Regions from separate parts of the Gasterosteus aculeatus genome. Here region 2 is linked to region 1. The links are chromatin contacts, called in public Hi-C maps. All regions are on one chromosome and are shown on one strand. Each heading gives the region's core, a stretch centred on a gene start, on an enhancer-like site or on the middle of the called end of the contact. The rest is flanking DNA. Distances are from core to core; before and after follow the strand shown. Region 1 holds the start of LOC144385315. Region 2 overlaps znf536 (zinc finger protein 536).

Region 1 (5,009 bases), core at 685-3,184:
TCACACATGGTATGCACATGGGGCTGAAAGTCATACCCATGTATCCCTTTTCCGGGCTCTTTACAAAACGAGATTTAAAAACTTTAACAATGTGTCCTCTAACTAACTTTCCTGCATTTTAGCAGTAGCATTGTAATTAGTAATTGCGCATGACACTTTTAAGGGAATCAATGCATATATTTAAGAGAGATGTAGATTCAAATGGAAGTTCCTTAGGCTCTGTTAAGGAAATAACATAATCCCTCATTTAAGAGTCATAGACCCCGACACATAAAAAAGAAGGAAAAAACCCACCAGGATTTATCCTTCAAGGAGCAGAGGCAGGGTGAGTTAGACATGGCAAAAAAAGCTGACCTTACAGTAAATGTCTTTAGATACTGCTGTCCTCCGATCGCACAAATCTATTAGATTTGAAGTAATATTAGAATTCCAATATTGTTCACTTTTAATTTGATGTCTTCATTCCTGGTTATTTATTTATTGAGGAACAGAAAAGCCGTGGGAGAGAATGATTCAAAGTCACTATGTCTGTGTGTCTGAGTGAGTGAGTGTGTGTATGTGTGTGTGTGCGTGTGGCTCTGATTCTAAGCTCAGTAGCAAGGCCCCATGCTTCCCTCATTTCACCATGTTGAGCAATGCACTCACACACACACACACAAAGACACACACAAAAAAACATTCCTTCTCTCCACATAAAAGTGGGGTGGGGAGCCATGTTCGTTGCCTTGGAAACACTTAACACAGATAATTATTACTGTAACTCTCCGTACACCCCACCTATAATAGAAATGGATCATGAATTATAATCACTGAGTGACAGCCTTCTGTTCGCTGCTGCCTGCTGCCACTGCCACCTGTTGGCAAGCAGTAGAATTGCAGGACTCGACACGTTGGCTGTGTGGAGATTCCTGCTGACTGTTGGAGTGCAGCAGCTTCACTGCTGAACGTAATTCCACTGCCTTCGCCTGAACTCACACAGAATAAAAAATTAAAATAATTCTTTGTATTATTTTGTCTTCTTTATTATCAGTAAAGCATTTTCACTGTGGATGTCAAACCCAGACGACTGCAACAATCATGTAAAAGCATTAATGGCAGAATGGAAATCATGGCATCACGCTGAATCTGTTTAAATATTTACAAAGGCCTATTCCCATGGCCCATTCCTAAGTAATCAAAAAACAATTAAATATTCTTCCCCGGGTTGAAAGTCGTTTTTTTTGTTTGTTTGTTTTTAAAACAAAATAATTCAGTGCCTTATGAAGAGACGTAGTCTTGGGTTGCAAAGGGAGCGCCCTACTTTTCCTCTCCGACCGCTTTGTGAGATCTGGGAAAGGAACAACCAAAAAATGAAAAAGGAGGGAGAAAAATGAATAAACAAAAAAAAGTAGATTAAAGTAGCATCAAGAATATAAACTAGCAGCTGGAGGAAATAAGATAATTGCCTTTCTGTATATTTATCATGTCTTTTTGTTATCATATTCCACAAAAAAGGATGATGACTTTTGGGCCTTGAGTTTGATGGCTGTCGTGTGCAGTTATGTGGGGCAGGAGATTTTCTCCATTTTTTTTGCACTTTCTTCTTGTTTGAAACTATTCATCACACCCGTATCCTCGTAACGGAAACCCGCCTTTACATTATCCGCTAAACAGCTGATTTTAATTCAGCTTTCCCCTCTGAAGGTTTTTGATAAGAGGAGTCTGCAACAAAGGTCCCCACCACACCGGCAATTACTGGCAAGACGCAACCGCCTTAAATCAGGTCCCATTTATGAACACAACTTCAACCGCAGCGGTCAGATTACTGTAAAAGCGGCAGGTTCAGAAGACGAAACCCCCTCGACAAATAAAATCTGGGTTTTATGTCTGGTGTCGGCTTCGCTCACCTCCCCCTGTTTTAAAATGAGATGCCACAGCGCTTTACTTCCTGAAGCCACGGTACTGATGAGCAGCAAACTTTTCTGCTGTTCAAATGACCTCAGCATTATGATTGTACCTCTGCAGACAGCTTGGCAATAAAACTTTTAATCATCAATTGTTGTTTCTGCTGAAATCCCAGTCTGTTTTTTCTTCTTCTTGTTTTTCAAAGGAAAGAAGGTGTCACACACGCAGAGAGAGCGAGAGACAAACACACACACACAGACACAATTACACGCGCCCAATCTCTTTGGAAACCAAAAAAAAAAAAAGGAGGAAAATGTCTTATATCCAGCGACTGAAGATCTTTAAATTACACCGTCTCGGAACTTCATTTCAAAAGACAAGACGTGGCAGTTTCAGGAGGAAGGACCTTTGAAAAAGTTGACGGCACCTTGTGTTAGCAGTTTGCGGCCAGGGGTTTCTCTCATGGCGCTAAGCAAAATCACAGGTGGGTTCCCTCATTAGATGGCTACAGACAGGCCACATTAAACAGAATCTGTCGCCACTTCCAAAAGGCAGCCACCATTCCGGTATTGGCCCTTTTTTGGTCTCCCCGCTTCCCACCCGCTCTATCTTCTCATCCCACCCCCCCTCCAGCACCCACCCATCTCTCTTCTACTCTCTGACATGCATATTTCAGATCAGGCCTGGATGTCAGGCGGTGCGTGGGAATTAATAATCTCAGGTTTTGCACTTGCAGCTAGCTGTTTAAGGATTCATACTAACAAAGGGCAGTGAGAGTCACGCAACGGGGCTGACAAGGCCTGTCTTTCTATCTCCGCATACCTCCACCTGTCTGTTGCCTCTCGTCCTCCTGCTGTCGTAGCGGCCCCGCACACACTCACACACTTCTCTCTTTGTATGTTTCTCACTCAGTCCTGGCCTCCCTCTTTCTCTCTCTCTCCAGCTGACCTTTGCAGCCGCTTAGGTTCACAAAACACCTCCAAACAGCTCCTCTCTAATGGCCCGCTATTCAAACAATCGGTAGAACGACCTGACGAAGATGATTGATCTCTGACAAGCAGCTCGATGCATTCCTATGAGTCATTAGATCAGCCTGGATGGAGAGAGAAAGAGAGGCTGGCAGATAGAGGGGGAGAGAGAGACCGGGAGACCTATTGGAGAATTGGTAAAGCTGTATGTACAACCCGACCAGGCATTTATCTAATGTCAAGACTTGCAGACAACCTTTAGTCTGAGTTTGATGTTGGAGGTGCTTTGGAATGACAACAGCACTCGCTTCCTGAGCTGGAATGCACAAGTTCAGACAAAAGCACACACACACTTGTTCTTCTCGCTGAGTTAAAGGCACTCATGCGCAGGTGTGAGTGCACGCTCAAACCAAATGAATCTTGTAAGAAGAGAAAAGACATAGCGCACAAGCAGGCGGCGCTTAAACAGCATCGCTGGAGCGCTCAGCGCCGCGGAAAAAGAGAAATGTCTTCTTTAGAGATCCTCTTGTTGTGTTGTCGCGCTGGGAGATAAGGACGGATTAGGCTGAGAGACGCTCTGAGCTGAGACGCGCAAACATGCTGTCGAACATGGAAGTGAAGCACCAGAAACTCTTTCCCCAACCAGTCAACACACACACACACACACACACACACAGTACACACAGATTGCTGCACAGTATATAAGCTCACTTTCAAATATAACATAAAGGTTCGCCATGGGAAACAATCATGTGGACGCACATGTGAAATATAGCATTGTCTGCTTTCACATAAATCAGCTTCAGGCGTGAGTGGTCAAAGGCCACTTGAAGCTTTACAGTGAAGGATGCATTCCAATTTTGATTTATCCTTAAGGTAGGCAATTGAAGGGGCCATTGGAGGAAAAATCCCAAATTATCATTTGAATCAGATTCAATGAAACTAAAAAACTCAATGGACAGTAAAGGTTAAAACATCGATTTAGATTTATTTTAAATAACAGCCTGCATAGCAGCCTTCTATAGCAGCCTATGTGTGTTTGTCTTTCTGCAAAAAATAGATAGCTATAAACAAATTTATAACAAATTTCAAATTACAAATTCTTTAAGTCATGTGCTGAGTTAACAGGCTGCCCTAAAAGCAAGATATACTGTAGTTTGGCAAAATACATTTTTTCTATAATATATTAAAACCAGAAGAGGTTGTGCCACAACCTCTGAGGGTTGGAAGTGTTTAGCGACAAAGAAAAACATATAAAAGGAAGCTGCTCTCTACAGTTTACCTTGCAATCTTCCAATACCTTACAATACTATAATAAGCAGCGAGGTAATGACTGCTATACACCTTACAGGCAGTGGATTCGGACTGCTGCAAAAATGTATTCATCAGGTACTTTGCATTTTTCAAATATTTAATCCACTCGAACAGGTTTCTGTGACATATTCGTTGGATTACCAAAAAATGAATATCTCAATGTATCGTTATACTTACTGCAGATGTTCAACATCAAGACAACAGTTTTGTCCTTTACGCAGTGAGGTTTGGGTCAATGGCTCCTCCGACTAGAATGCTGCTAGTCTTGAAAAAAAGACAATACAATTTTCCCAAATCTTGCATTGGAATCAGCTGTAGTTTACTATATCTAAATCTATTGATTTAGTAAACTATATGTATATATATAATGTTTATTAGATTAGTAGTTTTAATTGATCAGTAACAACTGACTATTCCCTTTTTAACCTGAGAAAGGGAGTATATAACCGTTGTGCAAAGCTATCAGAGGCAGAAACACAAGGAGAGGAGATAATGATAACTCGAGCCACTTAGACCGCTGTGTCTCAGGCACTCCCCAAACAACAGTGTGAACTCTATTCTCAAAGAATATCTGGGGTCTGAAGTCACGTCAAAGTTCATTTCCCAGTGGCTTGAGTTTCAAACGGTGCCTGTGATCATGTGGGCCCCATCCAAACCACCAAGGCTGTCTAGCCTGACTAAAATATTATCGCTGTCGTTAGTCTCCATAATCCACAGCACATGTGGCAGGAAAAACATATTAATGACGGTCGCTGGCATATGAAAACAGCTGGGACGGAGATGAATGAGCAAGGAATAAGACGCTTGATTTAAATGAATACAGTGTGTGTGTGTGTGTGTGTG
Region 2 (5,009 bases), core at 1,098-3,597, 350 kb before region 1:
GGTAGTATGTGTTTTTTTTTTCATCTTAAATAAAGTCTTTGTTAAAGTGTACTCCTTCATTCATCCTTCATCCTCCTCCTCATCGCCTTCATCATCACCATCCTCCTCCTCCTGCCTTGCTCCGGTGTGGTGCCGTTAGTCTTTGTTTACAGCGCGGGCGTCCAGCCCCTCTGGGTCGCCTAGGTTATGGTTGTTAGGGTGGTTAAGGTCGTGGGTCAGCGCGGGGTCGTGGGTCATTGGTTGGTCCTCCTCTCCTACCCAGAGATGCACTACGGCCAATGAGAGAATAAGAGAAGAGGCAGATTAGCACCACGGACCCAACACACTGAAACCACCATGCAGCACACACGCATGCACACACACACACACACACACACACACACACACACACACAACCTAAGCATTGCAATATACGGTCAGGTGGGGCCAGATGGATGGATGATATATTTGAGACTGTCAGCTTTGTACAATGGGCCACTAATAATAATAATTATCTAATAATTATCAAATACCGATGGACAAATGAAGCCGAAGGCATCGGCACACTTAAGTGCATAAGTGCATCGTTATTATTTATTTGCACTGAATTCTTGGGCAACTCTGTTATTCTTTTACTTCTACCCCAGTCACAGCCAGTCACTGATAGCAAGAAAAGAAAACCCTCTTTCATAAGCAGCAGGTCAGCAGTACTACAGTTCCTTTTGTGAATGCCCATTTCTGAAACTATATGAGACGCTTACACATTATGGTTATGACAACTGGAGGAGCTCGTGCTTGTAACAATTATGTCAGCTCAGCTAATACTGTATGTCCGACAGGAAATGTGACAGCAGGTCAGGAGGGAAGTGAGTAAATCTAATAGAAGGTTTAAAAAAGTTGTGAGTTAGTGAGAAATACATAACTGTAATTAGATCCCGCAGCAAATAATACAACTCCCCCTTGGTGCTTTTTCTACACTTTCATTCCCTCTGCATCATATTCTAAAATTATTTTGCAATAGAACACGGACGAACACATTTGCATGTCATGTTTTTTTAAAGTGGCGTAATGAATCTGACAAAACCAAATTAAAACACCGGTTTATTTGAGTTGTGTTTTTTATTTTTTGTTTCTTTTTGCAGGACTGAATGGATATGAAGATGGATGGAAGTGGCGGCGTAGTAGCAGAGGGAAAATAAAGAGCTAATAACGTGATAAAACATCTTGGGTTCAGCGCTGAGTAATGACTGTTTCCTGCGCGTCTCATATGGGTTTTTGCTTTTAGTGCTCCTCGTACTTCTCCTCCGATCCGTCTGGTGAAAGGATGTTTACAAATGCTCTTTTGGGATGTTTTTGCTCTACTGATATATTGAAAAGGTGGAACATATGAGATCAAATGTGATTAGATCAAAGTAGTGTTACACCGACCGTCTGTGAGAGCGGAGCTTTGTATGTGAAGGGTTGGTCTCTAACTGGTGTTACCCCATCAAACTATTGCATTAGAATTCCTCACTAACAAAGGGTTGATTTTATGTCCACTTGTCACCACAAGATGGCAAGCTAAGACAGTAAAAGAGACACTGAAGGCTGCGCATATCAGACATCTGAGCACACGCCTCCACATTCAGACCAGACCTTTCCCTCCTGATTCAGATTCAACGTGTTTGTGGTGGAGTCAGATATAACTGAGCATATCATTTGAGCTCTACACTGAAAATAGTCAAAAAAGCCACATACAGCTCACTTGTCTTCTGATGTCCATTATAAATGAATACATGTTATTCAATGTGCAATAACATAATAGAAATAAACCAAAATAAAAATAAATGCTAGAAAAAAAAAAATGTAGATGCTTTAAAAAGTGCCTTGCTCTCCCCAAGGGCACTTCCTCCCTTTGATTTCCCTGTAAAGAAACTTTCTATAACGAGTTCCAGATTAGGGCCCCATATTTGATTTTCACTGTTCATTAACCAAGCCACCTGGAATGTTATTATTTAAGCACGATGCTCCTTCTCCCCAAACAACTGCCATTGCGAAGGGTGGGGGAAGGGTGGGGGGGATTTCCTGGCCAACTTTATACATTTAGCATAGCTTCCCTCTTGCAGTTTTTAATTTCCCATTCGGGTAGACGGCAGATGCACCTCACACACCGAAAAAAGCTGCCTGCCATTGGTTCATCAAATGAGCCATGCAAAATATTATTGTATCTAAGGAGGTGCAGTCTACAATACATGCCCAGGTTCTTCAAGATCTCTTTTAATACGATGAAAACATGCGCCCCCTGGTGGCAGACAGAGACAGGGTGCTTATTGGAGGGGATAGGAGGACCTTCAGAAACATATGGTGTGAGGACACACAGCTCCAGGATCCATCCACCGGTAATACATGTGTCATGCTTAACAGAATGGATAAATGGAACAATGGCGTACCACCGCACTCAGAGCATGTGTCGGTAGGCCGCGCTGGGACGAACCGGACTGTGTGTGTGTGTGTGTGTGAATAAGTGCGAGAGCCTGGTGTCAGATGCACCACCTGATGTTAATAGCGAGACGTCACAAAAGACACCACTCACCAAGTAGAAGCTGTTTCCTGAGAATATGTACCGCTCAGATTAATGACTCTGTTTCAGCACTTCAGCAGATAACCATTAAGGTTCACAAATATAGATTTCTGAAAGTTAATCAATATTTTTAAAAAGGGCCGAAAGCTACACTTAGCTGACATTTTGTTTTAAACTTCAAGGTTTTCTAAATGTCACTAATAGATGTTGAAATCATGCACTTAAAGGAGCAGTTCAACCGATCTGGATCACCATATGTTCAGAGATTGATGATCTATTGAGGATATATGTGATACATATTATTCACTATTTAAAATCCTCTACTAAACACATTTGATAGAAATGCCTTCCGACATCTGTTCCTATTTGTGATGGTAAGTTTATTCAATTGTTTCACTTGTTCTACCAAATACTGCTTGTATTTTTCTCATCACCGCTTTCTACTGGTGTGTGTTAAAATGATGGCAGATGTAAAAAGAACATTTCTTTGGTTGCAATGTCCAGTCGCGAGTCTCCAGTTGACTCTCGACTGGACATTGCCTACAAGACAGTTGAGACCGGCTAATAAATTAGAAACACATTTTTATAGTGTTTTGTACAGTAAAGTTTAAGCTTACATTTTTCATTTTTCACTCAAAGCAAACAATGACCACTTAGAAAAACATTGTACTGTGCAGTAAGTGATTATAATGCATTCGAAAAGCATCACCTTACAAGTCACCACAAGAGCTCCCAGGGTGGCGCTAAGGGTGGAGCACAGGGTGGAGGTCAGGATGGAGCTTATGGTGAAGCTGAGAGAGGAGCTCGAGGTGGAGCTCCGGGTGGAGCTCAAGGTGGAGCTCACGGCGGTGCTCAGTGAACCCTTTGTTTGCTCTCCCAGGCCTCGGGGCCCTTCGCTAGCAGAATGCGTTGTTCTTGGCACGGCACGGTCTCATTGTATAGCCCGGTATTTATAAATATGTAAATATGAGCGACACCAGGCATAACACAGGCCGCTTGTATACACCGAGGAGGAGCGGCAAGGAAGTGAGTGCACCCCACCCCCCCTCTCTAAATTTTTATTTTTAGATGGTTTTAATGAATACAGGATGTTTATAGTTACCATTCCCTGTGATTCGCACAAAAGACTAGAAAAATCCACATCCACCCTGCCTCCCCCCACCCTTCTCTGCACCCTTCCCACCCTCCTATCCCACCACCCCTCAAAGCATCACTAAAGAAGAAGGAGTAGAAGAAAAAGGAAGGAGAGGGAAAGAGAAAAAAGGGAAATTTGTGGCTCCAAGACTCAGATCCCATTAGACAAACATAGTGTGGTGTTAAGGTGCAACAAAGAGCAGGTGCGGAGCGAGAGAGAGAGGGAGAGAGACGAGGCGTGCGGCGGAGTGAGGCTCGTCACGAAGAAAGCAACTTCAAGGCGATGCGCAGTTTGTGTGTTATTTCTGGGGTTTTTTAAGTTGCAAAAATAATACAAAAGCCGAATCAATATGAGCAAGGAGCGGGTAAAAAAGGTTAGTTGTTTCCTGTTGTCTGTGATAATGTGTTGTTCTTTATTTCCATTGTGTGGGTGTGTGTAATAACTCCATGCCAACTTGTTTTCTTTTTATAAAGTCACTTTGGTTTCGTATCAAACTCTCGGGCCTAGTGTGAAGTGACACGTGTGACAGGATGGGAGGAACACCAGGACCCAGAAGGAAGAAGAAGAAGGAGAAAGAAAGCGAGGAAATCAGAATGATTGCAGTTGGGGAAACACAATGAAGTGAATGTTACTGGCCTCTTTCTATCTTTCGCTCTCTGTCTCCAAAAGTATTTCTGAGGCTAAAAGATTGCCGGCTTGATAATACCTCCGCTGAGCAATTTAAGCCCAAACACTCTGATGCTACAATCTGTCTTCTCTGCCTGATAGCGCTTTTCTCCCCTCTCCTCTCCAAATTACTTTCTTTCATATCTAATTATATTTGCTAATGATCTTATAAGAGAATAATGGAATGTGCTTGATCTATTACCTTTTTTTTCAATACATAAATACAATGCGGGGGAAATGACTATTGGAGACAGGAGGAAATGTTTCTCTTTTTTTCTAATGTTTTTGATGAGAGGGAAAATGAAGCTGGGAGCTGCAGGGTCATTAATGGGCGATGAACGCAGAGGTCATCTCTCACATTCTCTTTGACATTTCTCTCATCTGACGTGCTGAAACAATCACAACCTCATCCCCACTCCCCATCCTGCCCCCTTTTGCTAATCTCCCAGCTATCCACCTCGAGTCTCTCTGATCTTTTAATGGAAACATCCAACTTTGTTAGGTTCTGATTCAGCGTCGCTTATGTTTTGTTCTGCATTTTGCATTTAGCCTCAAACTTTCGAGGTTGAATCTCAAAGCCCACGATCAAAAGATGTCGATTTACCAAATACGTTATCTGACTGTTCTATACTGTCACCATGGAAATTTGCTTCAGATACCCGCACTTTT

What was found. Hi-C and Micro-C count contacts between places; a contact is called where the count stands out from the background.
Region 2: a contact with region 1 is called in a Hi-C map of skeletal muscle, with 4 times the contacts expected there. The contact joins the enhancer-like site here to the promoter of LOC144385315 in region 1. A contact is called at or near these places in 2 of 6 Hi-C or Micro-C datasets (skeletal muscle and tail fin).

Annotation. Positions count from the first base shown.
Region 1 is chr12:2,004,706-2,009,714 of fGasAcu3.hap1.1, reverse strand. LOC144385315 reads right to left here and starts at 1,934. Exons shown (of 1, transcript XM_078085248.1): 1 at 1-1,934.
Region 2 is chr12:2,356,854-2,361,862 of fGasAcu3.hap1.1, reverse strand. The region is part of intron 7 of znf536 (zinc finger protein 536); the gene reads right to left. Among protein-coding and RNA genes, the nearest start is that of LOC144385317, 170 kb to the right of the region's middle. Within about 2 kb of position 2,347, at least 3 of the 9 cell types and tissues checked have open chromatin away from gene starts, as enhancers often do.